3 separate regions of the Mus musculus genome follow, and regions 1 and 3 are each linked to region 2. Evidence: chromatin contacts called from public targeted proximity ligation data. All regions are on one chromosome and are shown on one strand. The core of a region is the stretch at or near the end of the contact, and the rest is flanking DNA. Distances in the headings are between cores, read along the strand shown. Region 1 overlaps Gm38486 (a long non-coding RNA gene). Region 2 holds the start of Zfand5 (zinc finger, AN1-type domain 5). Region 3 has its middle 9.4 kb from the start of Gm41818.

Region 1 (4,609 bases), core at 1,704-4,203, 310 kb before region 2:
GGGGGAAAAAAAAGAGTATGTAGTTTTACAGAAGTCAACCAGCCTTTGGTATTTCATCAAATCCTAGTTACAATACCCAGTATCAATGTTAAGTACGTAAAGTTTTCATATTAAATGTATGCATTAAATAATTTAAATGTGATTTTGAAATCCTTTTTTTTTTTTCATTTAAAATCTTCAAATATTCTTGAAAGTAATGGTGGGTTAAAATGAGCCTTTTAAAAAGTAGGTCTTGCTCATCGGTCACTTCACAGGCACGAGGGGGTCAAGGAATCCAGATGCTAGCTGCATCCTGAGCCAGGTGTTCGCACAGGTGCAGAAGTGCTCGGCTCTTGGGATTGACTTTACTCTATGTAAACTTTACTGCAGTAACAGTAAGAGTTACAAAATAATGGTACATTTCGGTCAAATCCTGGCCTTGGTCAGATGATCTTCCTGACCTAAGGACGAATAAGCCATAAAGGAAGGGAGAAAGAACTACTTGAATCCGACCCTTGCCTTGTCCATCGCGGCCCCAGGTTGGTTTCCAGCGAGAGCTCCTTTCCATCCATGCCTTTGTCTCACAAGGTTGGGATCACAACTGTATACCTGCAGTAAATTTATATAGAAAATGCCTGACACATAGCAGCTGCTCTGGTCAAGAAGTTTATAAATATTATTTTTGCAGCTGTTTTCAATCCTTTACGTTTACTTGAAATTTGCTTTTAAATTGACTAATAAAAAAAAGCAAAATAAATATGGGATATTTTGTGTCCTATATGATGTTTTAATAAATTGTATGTTTTATATAATGTATAGATCAGGTTCAATATCTCAAAGATTTACAGTTTCTTTATGATAAAAACATTCAACACCTGTTCTAGCTTTTTGCAATACAGTGAATTATCATTATCCATAGGTACCCTCGTTAGCCCATCTTCCTCCTCCTGTGTAGCTGAGAGTTAGTACCCACTGATCCACCTTTTCTTGTGCCTCTTACTCCTGCTCTTCCCAGCATCTGGAGACCCTGGCTTCTGTAAGATCAATTTTAAAAATACATATTTACTTTTGGTATGTGCATGTCTTGGGTAATATTTCTTTTGCTGTGGTGAAACACTATGACCAAAGCAACTTGGGGGATTTTTTGGCTTACACTTCTATAGCACTGTTCATCAAGACAGGAACTCAAGCAGGGCAGGAACCTGGAAGAGGGGCTGATGAAGAGGCCCATGGAGGGGCGCTGCTTGCTGTCTTGCTTCCTATGGCTTGCTCAGCCTGCCTTCTTATTGAACAGAGGGCCACCGGTCCAGGAGTGGCCCCGTTCACAATGAGCTGAGCCTGCCCTGTCAAGCATTAATTAAGCAAATGTTCTTCCCACTTGCCTACAGCCCAATCTTATGGGTTGACATTTTCTTGATTGAGCAACTGTTCCATCCTCTCAGATGGCTCTAGATTGTGTCAGCTCGACATAAAACTATCCAGCAGAACACATGTCTCCATGAATGCCACAGAGCACAAATGCAGGTCAGAGGTCAACTCAAAGAAGTCAGCCCTTGCCTTCCCTTCTATAGGCTCAAGGAATCAGACTCAGGTCTTCCGGCTTGGTGACAAGTGCTTTTACCCACCGAGCCAAGAAACCCCTTTTATTTCCACAAAGGAAGTATTCTCTAGTCATTTTTGGCTTAAACATTTTATTTCAGTTTAGCCTAAGAGGTTTGTGAGCTTGCAGAGCAGGTCAACCAAGATTCTTGGATAAAAGCAAAGAAAGGAAGTTTGACACAAAATCTCTTTCCACTAAAGAAGGACGCAGACTCCGCCAATGAAATTGCTTAAGAGTTAGGCTTGCTTTGGGTTATTTTTAATACTTGTGAGATGTAGACCCTTCAACAATACCACTTGCAAATTGGGTGCAGCAGCAAGCTTTGGAAAGTATATTTCTGGCAGTAATAACCTTACAATTTGTTTTGGTTTATTTGTTAAGCTCGGACTAATTGCTATCACATGCATATCCACAGAATGCTGAGGAAATCAATTGATGGAGGGGTTTATTTTTGAAATAACAGTTAACTAAAAATGGAAAGTGAGTTTCAAAGCGCTGTCCTTTACAACGATCTCTTATTTAAGATGCACATTTGCCTGTTATACAGTTGAGCATGATCTTATCCAATCTACATTTTATTTTTATTCGACTAATCCTAAGCCCATTTGTAGAGTATGTTTTTGTTAATCTGTGGTTTTTAAGTTTATTTTACAACTATCAAGAAAGATCATGGTGACCTGGGTACAGTGATCTCAATGGTACAGGAAATGAATCAGCCCTGTGGAAATGGCCAGGGCCACTCAAGGTTAGACACTCTGAAGGACAGCCCTGATGTCCCTCAGCCCAGGATGTTACACTGTTTTGTTTTTTACTAAGTCAGGAAATATAAATCAGAATGGTTTATTTTCATTTTAATTTTTGATATGTATACAAGTATTTCTGCATGTATGTTTGTGTACCACATGCATGTCTGGTGCCCAAGAGACCAGAAGAGAACATTGGATCCCTTGGGACTTGAGTCAGACCTCAGTTGTGAGCCACCATGTGGATGCTGGGAACTGAACCCAGGTCCCCGGAAGAGCAGCTAGTGCTCTTAAACGATGAGCCATTTCTCCAGCCCCCATGAAATGATTTTCAAACTGTAATTTACATTTAATATGTCTTTCTGGTCATGTACTCTGAACCAATGGGTCTAATTGTTCCCCTGGAGGAAAAAATTTAGTGTTCTAAATTTTTTCATGCTCAGAAAGTCTGAAAACAGCGAGAATGGTGAATTCATTTTATTTTACCCAAGAGCATATTGGTTACACTGCATGGAAGTGTAAGAGTGGTTACACAGTTAAAAATAAGATTCACCCACTTCTCACCTTCCAACACGGTGGCTGCCAGCTGCCACAAGACAGCTGCAGGGCAAGCAGCTGCCAGTGGATGGGCAGAGACAACTTACTGGAACCGGCAAGTGTTTCCTGTAAATGACTTGGGGAAGGGTTTGAAACTCACTTCTTGGCCATGGACAAGGACTTTTGAGGTCCTGTCAAGTAGCTGATTTATTTATATGTGGGAAGACCTCAGTAAGGACTGCTGGGCATGCTTGATGCCACATTTCTGTGAAGGCCTCACAAATCAGTGAAGAGACCCTACATCAAAAGAAAATTTCTACAGCAAGGAAGCCTTTGTTTGAGGTAGCCAATCATGAAAGGTCTGCTTTATAGCCTATAGTGACATAACTCTGTACCACTGTAGTGACCCCTGGGGACAAGAGGGAGATAAATATAAAACAAAATGGAAACCAAACCAAACCAAAAAAAAAAAAAAAAAAAAAACCCAAATCCATAAAATGGTCTACACCATGTTTGGACAGACATCGGACCATCCAGCCTTTCTGTTTTTATCCAGTCATGACGTCTCCTCTTGTTCTGTGAGCTTCTTCCCAAGTATAGTTTGCCCATTCACTGGACACCCCACAGCCCACGAAGTCAACTATGTGTCTCTCTCTCTAAGCTCCAGAGAGGACTGAGCAGATGGAATTGAACTGAGTCTCTTTGCTCTCCCTCGTTCAACATTGTATCAAGGAGGCATAAAGTCTTGGGGGAGTTTCAGCTTAGGGGCACTGACCACTCAGCATCTCCATTGATATCACAGAGCTGATGAGCCACATGCTCAACTCACACAGTTAGTAGTCTGACGAAAGGTGTCTTAGATGTCTAGTGAGTGTGCATGTGGTAGTTGTAATTAATTAAATACAAATTCAATTAACAGTATGTTACTGACTTTGCAATATCCCTTAGTTATATAGTTTTCTTGATCTATACTTAAGGTGTCCAATTCAGCTATTGACAGCTATAGCTGTTTTCCTTTTCAAAAGAAATTTGGGAGCCTGGAAATTATGAGGATAAAAATATCACCCGTCGTTATTTTGTAAATTCTGTGAACTGCTATAAAAGCCTTTTCCATAATGGGGGTGACAATTCTGTCTATACTTTAAATTTGAAGTACAATTTACACAACATAAACTTACCTAATTTTGAAAAGTATATAATTTAGTGATTTGGTAAATTTGTATAATGTTATATAATAATCACCACAATCCAGCTTTAGACCATCACCCCATCAGGTTCCTATATGTCTACTTATACTCCAGTTTCCTAACTGAATCCCCAAGGAACTAATCACTTTTCTGGGTCTATAAATTCTTTGTATCTTTTTTTCCTATAAATTGTGTCCTACAACGGGGGAAACAAAGTAATGCTCCCCACCTGTACATTGCTCTTTTGAGAAAACAGTTGATACATGTGATTGGAATATGCTGTGGTGGGTCTTGCTGACAGCTTTCTTTAGTGTCCCCTTAGCAGCTGACTCCTGAGAACAACTGCCACTCGGACTGGGAGGGGGAGGGATTCAGAGATCCTGCCCCCACCCCATAGAAAGTGTTCGTTATATAATGCTAATCACTAGGTGTTTCACAGATGTGCAGATTGCACCAAACAGACATGCAAGCACGCCAAAAGGAGCTAGGATGGGAAATCCTAGCAGGATGCGAGGATGCAGGATGCGAGGACCCGGCATGGCTGTCAAATTCCTGATCGCTTC
Region 2 (4,732 bases), core at 632-3,131:
CTCACCTTCAATCCACAATACCCAAGCAGAATAAATCATAAAGTAAATTGTGAATATTAAAAGTGGGGCAAGGGGAGAGTAAGTAGGCACAATAAGTAGGAGAAAGAATGGAAGCACAAATACTCTTTACAGTTACTATAACTATAGGGTTTTTGTTAGTTTAGATATACTGTATTGTCCTTACATTGGGGCTGGGGCGGGGGTGGTGCAAAACAAGTTGTTAAAAACTTTGTCATCCATAAACCCTTTCCCGCATAGCTAGAATGCTCTGTTTTGTTTAAATTCACGCTTTTTCTTTCTTAGCTCATAGCTTAAAACAAACCTCACTGGACTAAAAATGATTTTCCAACTCAAAATCTGAAATGAATGAAGTTTTCTTTTAAAGTATGGAATAGCTGTTTCAGGTGCATACCATGGTTCAAAATGGCAATGGTTCAAAATGGCAAGATCACTCCCTAACCTCGAGGTCAGACCCGAACTCTAAACTCTAATGTGCTACTAAGCCTGACCTTGTGCAAGTCCTTAGTCTCCAGATTTCAGACACCTCTGCCAAACAGTCAAATAGTTTTTTTTTTCTAAGAGCTTCTTTCCATACTTAATACCGGTTCCAGCCACAAAACAATTTAGAACAACTAAAAGAAATCCCTTATTTTGGGGCGAGACACTTCAAAAACAAACTTGAAATGTAAAAGTGAAATATTTTCAGCAGTTGAATAATGAAATCTCACCTAAAAAAATCAAAATAAGATAAAATTAATTACTATCTTACTATTCCCTTGATTACTAAATACCGATTTTAAGAAAGGAGGCTCTGACCTATATATTATTTTCTTCTAATTATCTCAGGTAATATTCTTAGGCAGCTCCAATCGACAGTTAGCTTATAATACCTTCCCTCAGAATACAACTACACGGAGTGCACGGAAAGCAAGCAAAATGTCAACTTCACAAATGTTCACGTAGGAAAGAAACAAAGGGAGAGGCGCTCGACTTGCTTCCATGCAAAGGATTTTGAGGGAGAAGCTTAACCGCATTGGAAAAAACTAAAAACCCTCCGGGAGAAGAGCCGTCAGTCCCGGTTCCAGCGATTTCGACCGAGTTCGGGACCCAGAGGCCCCCCACCCCCCTCGCAGCGCAGGCCGCGCTCCGGGAAGCCCGGTAGGGCCTGCTCCAAAAACCACTGAGTCATGCACTCGACGGTCCCTCGCCGGAACAACTCGGCTGTGCAGGGAGCCAGGCGCGGCAGTAGCCGCCTCTGCCATTGTCTATCCTGTCGGTCGGTCGGCCGGCCGGCACCCGGCGCCGCGGCACGCCGGGCATTGTCCCGTCCAGCCCGCTGGCCCGGCCGGGCCCGTCTTTGTGCTCGCCGATCGGGCGTGCTCCCGCCCCCGCGCCGTCCCGGCTCGCGCCACTTACCCTGCGGGGGCCCGGATGCACTAGCGAGCTGGCGCGCGACGCCGGGCGGTGGGCCGGGCTGAGGCCTCCGGGAAGGGCTGGCTAGCGGCCGCCGCGGGCCGGAGCGGAGCGGAGCGCAGGCGGAGCTGCGCTGGCGCCGCGGAGGCCTCCTTTGTTCGTGCAGAAGCGCCGAGGCGGCCGAGCCCCGCCGCAGCTCGGGTGGGAGGGCGGCGGGGGAGGAGAAGAACCGCAGGCCGCGGGGCTAGCGCCGCTCCAGGCGCCCGGCCGCCGGCACCTCACGCCTCCACAGCGACGTCCCGGCCGAGTGAGGAGGCGCGCGGAGAGGCCTGAGCGCCGACGGGGCCCGAGGACTGCGCTCTTCGGGCTTCCGCGTTCGCCAGAGACTCTGCGCGACTCCGGGCAGCGAGCGGACGCCTGACCAGATGCACACCGCTCAGCGATCCCGACGACTGACGCTCTGGCTCTGACCGGCGCTCGGGATCTGAGGGAAAGGGCGGCGGGGGCGGGGCCTGTGCGTCAGCGAAAACCCGGTCGGCACGCCCGCGGCGCGATGACGTCGCGGGACGAGGCCCCGCCCCTGACCTGCAGGCACTAGCCGGGGGCGGGGCCGCACTTGGGGGCGGGGCGAGTCCGGAGGCTGCGGTCACCGTCGCCCAGTCACCCTCCGGCCCGCGGGGCCCTGGGTGGAGCTGCTGCGGCGGGTCCACGGAGGCAGCGCTTCTATTTTTAACCCTATTGTCCGCCCTCAGCCACCCACACCAGCCCAGTTTCTCACGCTTCGTCCCCAGCTCCGCCGGGGTCCCCTCCCCGCGGGACGGGAAGGCACGGCCCGGAGGAGGCTGGCAGGGTTCCGGGTGTCGCCGCAGCTCCGCCTGCCACCGCCCAAGGTCGCGGTGCGCTGCCAGCTCTGAGCTAGGACCGCCCACCAGCCCCAGCCCCGCGCCGCCGTTCTGAACTGTTAAGCCAGCCTATAGAAACCCCTGGAAATTTACTATTCCAGTGAAGCACGGAGAACCCTGACAAGCCTGATGAGATGGAGCAAGAGGGACAAACAAGCCGGACCCCAGGCAAGGGCAAGGTGCTGGGTACCTGCCCAGAGCACGAACAGAAGAAGCTTTCTGCTGGTCTCTCCGTGGGTTCTGGTCACAAAATGTCTCTGCCGAAATCCATAAGGGCTACTACCTTAGCTACAAATATGCACTTAGGGTCCTTCACTTCGGGTATTTAAGAACCGTAGGCCTTGAAGGGCTACCTTAACGGCATTTATGCACTTAGGGTCCTTCATTTCGGGTATTTAAAAACCCTAGGCCTATCTCTAAGGTACCCTAGGGTTGGCCTTGACTGGGACACACGAACCTCATTTCTAGATTTTGTATTTGTGATATTGTGGAAGTAGTGTGGGGGAGGGGTGCTGCCCTGATGCTCCAAATCTAACTGCTCCCTGCACAGCAAGTGGACTAACCGGTACATAATACATTTTAAAAACCTATTTCGGGGTTATATTGCTATGGTCAAGTAATGTATTTCAGACTTAGTTTGGGTCATTTGTCCTAGGATCTTTGGGATTTATTTCTGTAAACTAGTAAATAATAAAACTAACTGCTACCATTTACCAGCCATTTCAGTGTCATCTATTTTTCATTTAGGGTCTCCTTATTTATCACAGCAGTTTACTGAGAAAAATGCCCTCCCTGTCCATTTGTCAGGGTAAGGCAGTCATGATGAAGGATGCTCTTGCCTGAAGCGCTAGAGACTAATGGAAACCGTAATTATGAGGATAAAAATAACTTCAGAGATTTTTTTTAAATAGAGCATACCTTATTGTCTGTCTCTTTTTATTCTTCCATTTTAAAAAGAAGAGCTTTATAATTTATCTTGTCCAATTTAAACAACAAAGTCATTTTAAAATCAAGCTGTTGATGCTAACAAAACTTATCAATAGTGTAAGTTAAAATTGACAAGTAATACAAATCCGAGTAATTTAAAATCAGTATATTGTCTACATGTATTAATGCATTTATGGTGACCACATGGTAATATTGACACATAAACAAACAGATAAAATTGTATGCAGTGTGACAAGAGTTTTAAGAAAGAAAGAGAAGCCTCAGCTCCAGCCGTCTCTACTAGGAGCTGTTCTGATAAGCTTATTAAAGAGAGAGTTTGGTTTGTTTTGAGATGGTCTCTTTGTGTGGCCCAGACTGACCTGGAACTTGCCTTTTAGACCAAGCTGGCCTTGAACTCACAGAGACCTGCCTACGTCTAGTTAGTAAAGGCACAAGCAGAGTCTGTTAAGGAATGGAACATCACAGACAGAGATTGAGAGATCAAGAGATTAAAGAGGACCAATAACCCCATGTCAATATTTTGGGAGGAAACGAGAAAACAAAACAAACAAACAAAAAACCCACATGCTCTAAGTCTAATGGTGACACATACACGCACCTTTAATCCCAGCACTAAGGAGGCAGAGGCAAATGGATCTCTGAGTTCAAGGCCAGCCTGGTCTACAGGGCAAGTTCCAGGACAGCCAAAGCTGCCTAGAAACCCTGTCTCAAAAAAGAAGGCAGCAGGTCGGGCAGTGGTAGCAGAGTTAGTTCCAGGACAGCCAGGGCTACACAGAAACCTTGTCTTGAAAAACCAAACTAGGAAGAAAAAAAAAAAAAATGGCTGTAGTGGTTGGTATACAGTTTTAATCTAAGCACTCAGGAGGCAGAGACAGGTAAATCTCCAGGGGTACAGCAGCCAGATGGGGAGTTCCAAACCATCCAGTTTCAGTTTACAGCTTCCTGTGTTTTCATTAAAAATGTAACTATTTTAGAAGGGTGTGGTAGCACACACACACACACACACACACACACCTTTAATTCCAGCTTCCAGTTTCAGGTCTGCCAGGGTGACATAGTGAGTTCCTGTTTTAAAAAGAATTCAAATCAGGATAATTAACTTATGTCATTGTCCCCTAAGATAGAGGGGGGACTTTATGGAAGAGGGCGGGCAAGGAAAGAATGTAAGAGCCAGAAGACAGGGAGGAGTGCAGTGGAAGGCCATCTTCTAGCATGGATGGGGAGGAGCTCTGGACACCTGAGCCGCTATGGGGGAGGAGGGTAAGTTTTGTTAGTATGGCCCCATGTAGGTTACCCATTTTCCTGTTGATGACCCCACACCTATGCACGCATGAGCAAAACTTACTGGTCTCAGTTATTTTTAAAAAAGAAATAAAATCCCACAAAGCTAGAAGAGAATATGTTGGGGGTAGATACAGATCAAAATAGATTGTATACATATATGAAGTTCTGAAGGGATAATTAAAAAT
Region 3 (4,392 bases), core at 1,788-4,287, 440 kb before region 2:
TAACACAAATCTGATTACATTCCTGTCCTGGCATTTTAAAGGGTATAGAAACTCCATTTTATTCTGGCCATAGTTACAGATTTATGATGGAGAATGTCATTTATTTGAGCCAAAATAAAATATTTTGTTCAGTGGCAGGTCTATGTCTTTGACAAAGCTAAATAGTTATGCATCTATCACTTCTAGGTTATTTTCCCTCATTTTAGCAAACATTTGCACCCATATGCACAAGACTGTTTCTACCTTTGAGGGGAACGGGAAGGCTGTGAAACACCATTGGTTGTATTCTTATACACAAGTCTATTATCAGTTTAATTTCGCTACTCAGAACTTCGTTTCTAAATCTTTGGATAATGCTCTTTGTTTTCCCTTTTAAGCCACAGAAATCAATTATTCACTATTCGGCTCTCATCTTAGTATCCAGAATACTCCTAAATACTTTGAATGTGAAGTTAAAAACTCCAAGTGCCCTTTATTCCTATGCCGCATTGCCTTCTGGGAGAGTATCTATATCCCTTACCCTTCCATGCCAGTGACATACAGTGATATAGCTGGAAACTGAGCATGGATATATCAGTAAGGAGGAGTCGCGTGGAGAGATGGCTCGGCGATTGATTAAGAGTACTGGCTGCTCTTTCAGAGGACCCAGTCCAGTTCCCAGAACCCACGTGGCAGTTCACCAAAAACTGTGACTCCAGTTCTAGTGGATCTTCTGGCCTCTGTGGTCACCAGAGGCATGTGCAATACACATACAGACCTAGGGACGAAATACTCATACACATAAACATTAAATATTTCTCTTTTCAAAAAGGAACGTATCAATCAAACATCAATCAGCCACTCCCCCAGAAATCATAAAAATCAAAACAAGCCCTTCTCTAACGAGCTTTCTCCATCGTTTTCTCTTTACATTTTTCTCCAGTCTGAACACGTTTTACTTTTAGTATCTTCCTGCTGCCACACTCCATTTAACGACAGGAATCTGCAGACTATGCTATGTCCCATGGGTATGTTCAGTTGTTTTCTGTTTTGTTCACAAAAGACTAGAATCTAGGACAGCCTTTAGTCCCTTCTGACATGCGTTAGCCTGAACCCGATAAGACCACAGCAAACAGTGTGACTGGAATTCCATGTGATGTCCTGGCATCTTCGTCAGATGCTATCAGTTGTCTGAAGTTTTAAAACGCTGAGGTTTGTGCATGGCTAATTGTGTTTCAATGAGAAATATGACGTCATGAGTAACGGCTATGGTAGCGGAAAGAGACTGTCCTTGCATGCCCTCTTACTTTACTTGCAGACAGAGTTGAAGCTTGGCGCTACAGGAGAATTTATTCCCTTGGCACCATGCCTAGTACATGCTGCTAGGGTGGGGAACAAATGCGGTCAGCTAACCTAAATCAACAAAACCTGAGTAGCCCACCTCCCCCGATGGCAGTGGAGAAGGTCAGATTCTGTTTATTTTCAAAATGAATCAACAACTCACTTATTTCCTGACACCAGAGATTTTTACATTTTATCATAAAATGGTGTTAAGTCCACTGTTCGATAAAAAGACCACCACTGCTGCTGCCGCCGCCACATTTTAAAGCCAATTAAATATTGGTCAGGTTGATGGACTCTCTCCCCAGGAAATGGCTGACTTATGCCTCGCATAAACTTTTAAAAGGCAATCCCAGAAGGCCATAGTACTTCTGACCAGGGCAAATCAAGGGCAAGTCTACATCCTGATGTATTTCTGGCACACTTACCACATGTGATCAAATACGTCCAGTGCAGTTGGGTCAAACAAACTTGTTTAGGGGAGTGGAAACAAGAGGCTTGTAATCTCCCATAAACAATAGCCTCCACCATTTTGGAGCATTAGGGCAAGGGGCTTACAGGTTAGAAGCATTTTTTGTTTCCTGGCTCTCTTAGGCAGTCATCAAAACAAAACGTTGGCTCTCACAATAGTAAGCATTCGTGGTTTCCTGGTATGCTGGTAGATTTTCTGTTTCCGTTTTGAAAGCTTGACACAAATTATCTCCAACAGACTACCCCGTAGGCAAGCTTGGGGCATTTTCTTGATTAATGCTTGATTTGGGAGGGCAGTGGCACCCGGGGACAGGTGGTTTTACATTGTATAAGAAAGGAAGCTGAGAAAAGGGGGGCAGAGCAAATCAGGCTTTTGTTTCAGTTCCCTGCCTCCAGATTTCTGCCCAGGATACCTCAAAGATGGACTGGACTGAAGTGTGTAACTTCTACTATCCTGCTTTAAGCTCAACGTGGACCACACTACCAATGCCCCCGTTCCCTTGGATCTGCTTATGAAAGACACACACACAGCTTGCTTTTAAATATGCTTTTTAGCTCAATGGTCAGGCACTTCTAAGCCTCCCAAGGCTAATGTGCCCTTACCTTCACTCCCAGCTCAACACCTCTAAATCTCCCCTCAATTTAGTTGCCTGGTTACCTTCTCCTTGCTCAGCTCCCCTTGCTCTGTCCTCTGCTTAGCTGTGTTTCTAGTCTCTTGCCTGCTACCCCAGGGACAGCTGGGAAAGCAGCCAATGGCTGGAGACTCTCCCTCCTTCTCTCTTCTGTCTCTTCTAGCCTACCTTCAGGAACCAGGAAGTCCCACCTATTCTGCCCAACCATTGGCTGCTAGCATCTTTATTGATCGATCAACAACCAATTGGAGAACAGAACCTTCAGCGTTCACACAGATTCCCAATCAAAGCATTAGAACCATGTTGTAAGCAGAAAATAAACCCTCTCCTCTTCAAGTTGTTTGCAGCCACAGTATTTATTGCAGCAACAGAAGGCAATCTGGCACAGTGGTTACTGCTTGCTTTATTTTCTCAGGTTAGGATGATATAACAGCTTCATAAAGTATCCATTCTTGGCAGAGCATGAGAAATTCTGAAAGGAGAGAAGAGAGGGAAAAGGAAGGGAGAAATGAGAAGTGAAACAAGAGGCCAAAGATAAAGCCCCTCCCACCCCACCACCACCACCACGTGTGGAAGGAAGAAAATGCAGATACAAAGAACCACACAGAGACAAATCCCAAACTGAGTGGCTACTGTTGGGTTTCAAACCCAGAACAAGCAACTGAAGAGTATATTTAACATATCAAAGCAGACCTTGCCTCCAGTTTCTCCCAGCAACCCTCAGTCCCTACCTGTTACAGGGCCTGGCTGGCATACCCTACTGTCTTATGCTGAAGTTTCCAACCCAAGGGCTGGGTTTCCTCTCACAGGAGTGGCTCTTCACTATATACTCTAGACATCCTGATACACTCTCTTCTCCCTCTGGGAGCCGCTTTCTCTCTTTCTCCTCCCTCTCCCCTCTCTCCCTTTCCACAACAACTTCACTGACCCCCCTCCTGTGTGATCAGCGAACTAGACCAGGAGCTGCTCCCACACACAATAAACCTGCCTTTATACTTTAATTTGTCTTTAATGGTCTCATTTGGTCAGCAGAGATAACTTTTCAGATACAAATTCTCTCTTTAAATAGAAAAATCATGTAATGCTATCCCCTTCTTTGTTTGTTTGAGTTTCTCCCAGTAGCCCTGGCTGTCCTGGAACTTGTTTTGTAAATCCCTCAGCCACTCAATGCCAGTGGCTTAGCTACATCATCACCCGTTGTGGACCCTTGTTTTCCTATGGTCTTAGGTGACCCCTGTTAGAGGCTTGTTCAACCTTCCAAAGGGATCTTGACCCACAGGTTGAGAACCACTGCCCTACAGGTTTATCAACAGCCCAATCTTATAGAGGCATTTTCTCATTTGAGGTTCCCTCCTCTCAGATGACATTACCTTGTCTCAAGTGGACTTAAAAACTAGCCATGACAACCCCTCGGGTTAGTGATTCCATAATGTCTGTCACTTTTGGACTTGTATCATCTTTTCTTCTAGGTGTGGGAAGAATGCCAGAAGCCATTCCCTTTTTTTACAAGCTGAGTTTTATTGGATGCTGTACTATATGTGAAGTGTTGAAATTTTGGTTTTCTCCTTAAAAATTCCTTCCTGCCTGCCATTCAACAGGGTCTCTCTATATAGCCAGGCTGGCCTCACATGATCATCCTCCTTCAGTATCTTGTTTTATTGTGGGTAACAAGCATGAAACACCTGCAGGCAAATATTTGCAAAGATTACCTTAATTTTTTTAAGGCTTTAAAAACATTGCTAAAATTTTGTTTTCTTTTGTTTTATTTTGCTGGGGACTGAGCCAGGGACTTCCACAGGATCAGCAAGAGCTCTGTCACTGGCCTATATTGCCAACCCCTTGGATCAGTTTACATTTTTTTAAATATTAAAACTAGTGTTTCTTTTATAGTACCTATTACTAAGATATGAGCTTTCTTAAAGATCTCTAGTAGCCCTGCATGTCCAGAGATGTCCCTGAGGTCTGGATG

Evidence for each region.
Region 1: a targeted proximity ligation map of the 230-238 cell line shows a contact between it and region 2, with 16 read pairs. A contact is called at or near these places in 1 of 39 promoter capture datasets (pre-B cells), 5 of 484 Hi-C or Micro-C datasets (B cells, adipose-derived mesenchymal stem cells, centrocytes and 2 more) and 5 of 130 datasets of targeted methods (the 230-238 cell line, the NIH/3T3 cell line, cardiomyocytes and 2 more).
Region 3: a targeted proximity ligation map of the 230-238 cell line shows a contact between it and region 2, with 19 read pairs. A contact is called at or near these places in 3 of 39 promoter capture datasets (the C10 cell line and pre-B cells), 3 of 484 Hi-C or Micro-C datasets (CD4 T cells, CD8 T cells and forebrain) and 8 of 130 datasets of targeted methods (the 230-238 cell line, the SCID.adh cell line, effector CD8 T cells and 5 more).

The regions. Positions count from the first base shown.
Region 1 is chr19:21,584,440-21,589,048 of GRCm38.p6, reverse strand. Gm38486 (a long non-coding RNA gene) reads left to right here. Exons shown (of 3, transcript XR_003952926.1): 2 at 1-4,609. Among named protein-coding and RNA genes, the nearest start is that of Gm38486, 9.4 kb to the left of the region's middle.
Region 2 is chr19:21,269,427-21,274,158 of GRCm38.p6, reverse strand. It overlaps Zfand5 (zinc finger, AN1-type domain 5), which reads right to left and starts at 1,881. Exons shown (of 6, transcript NM_009551.5): 1 at 1,417-1,881. LOC115489044 (atherin-like) reads right to left here and starts at 2,701. Exons shown (of 2, transcript XM_030251153.1): 1 at 2,669-2,701; 2 at 1,417-2,384. The coding sequence starts at 2,701. The coding sequence ends at 1,692.
Region 3 is chr19:21,712,021-21,716,412 of GRCm38.p6, reverse strand. No RefSeq gene overlaps it. Among named protein-coding and RNA genes, the nearest start is that of Gm41818, 9.4 kb to the left of the region's middle.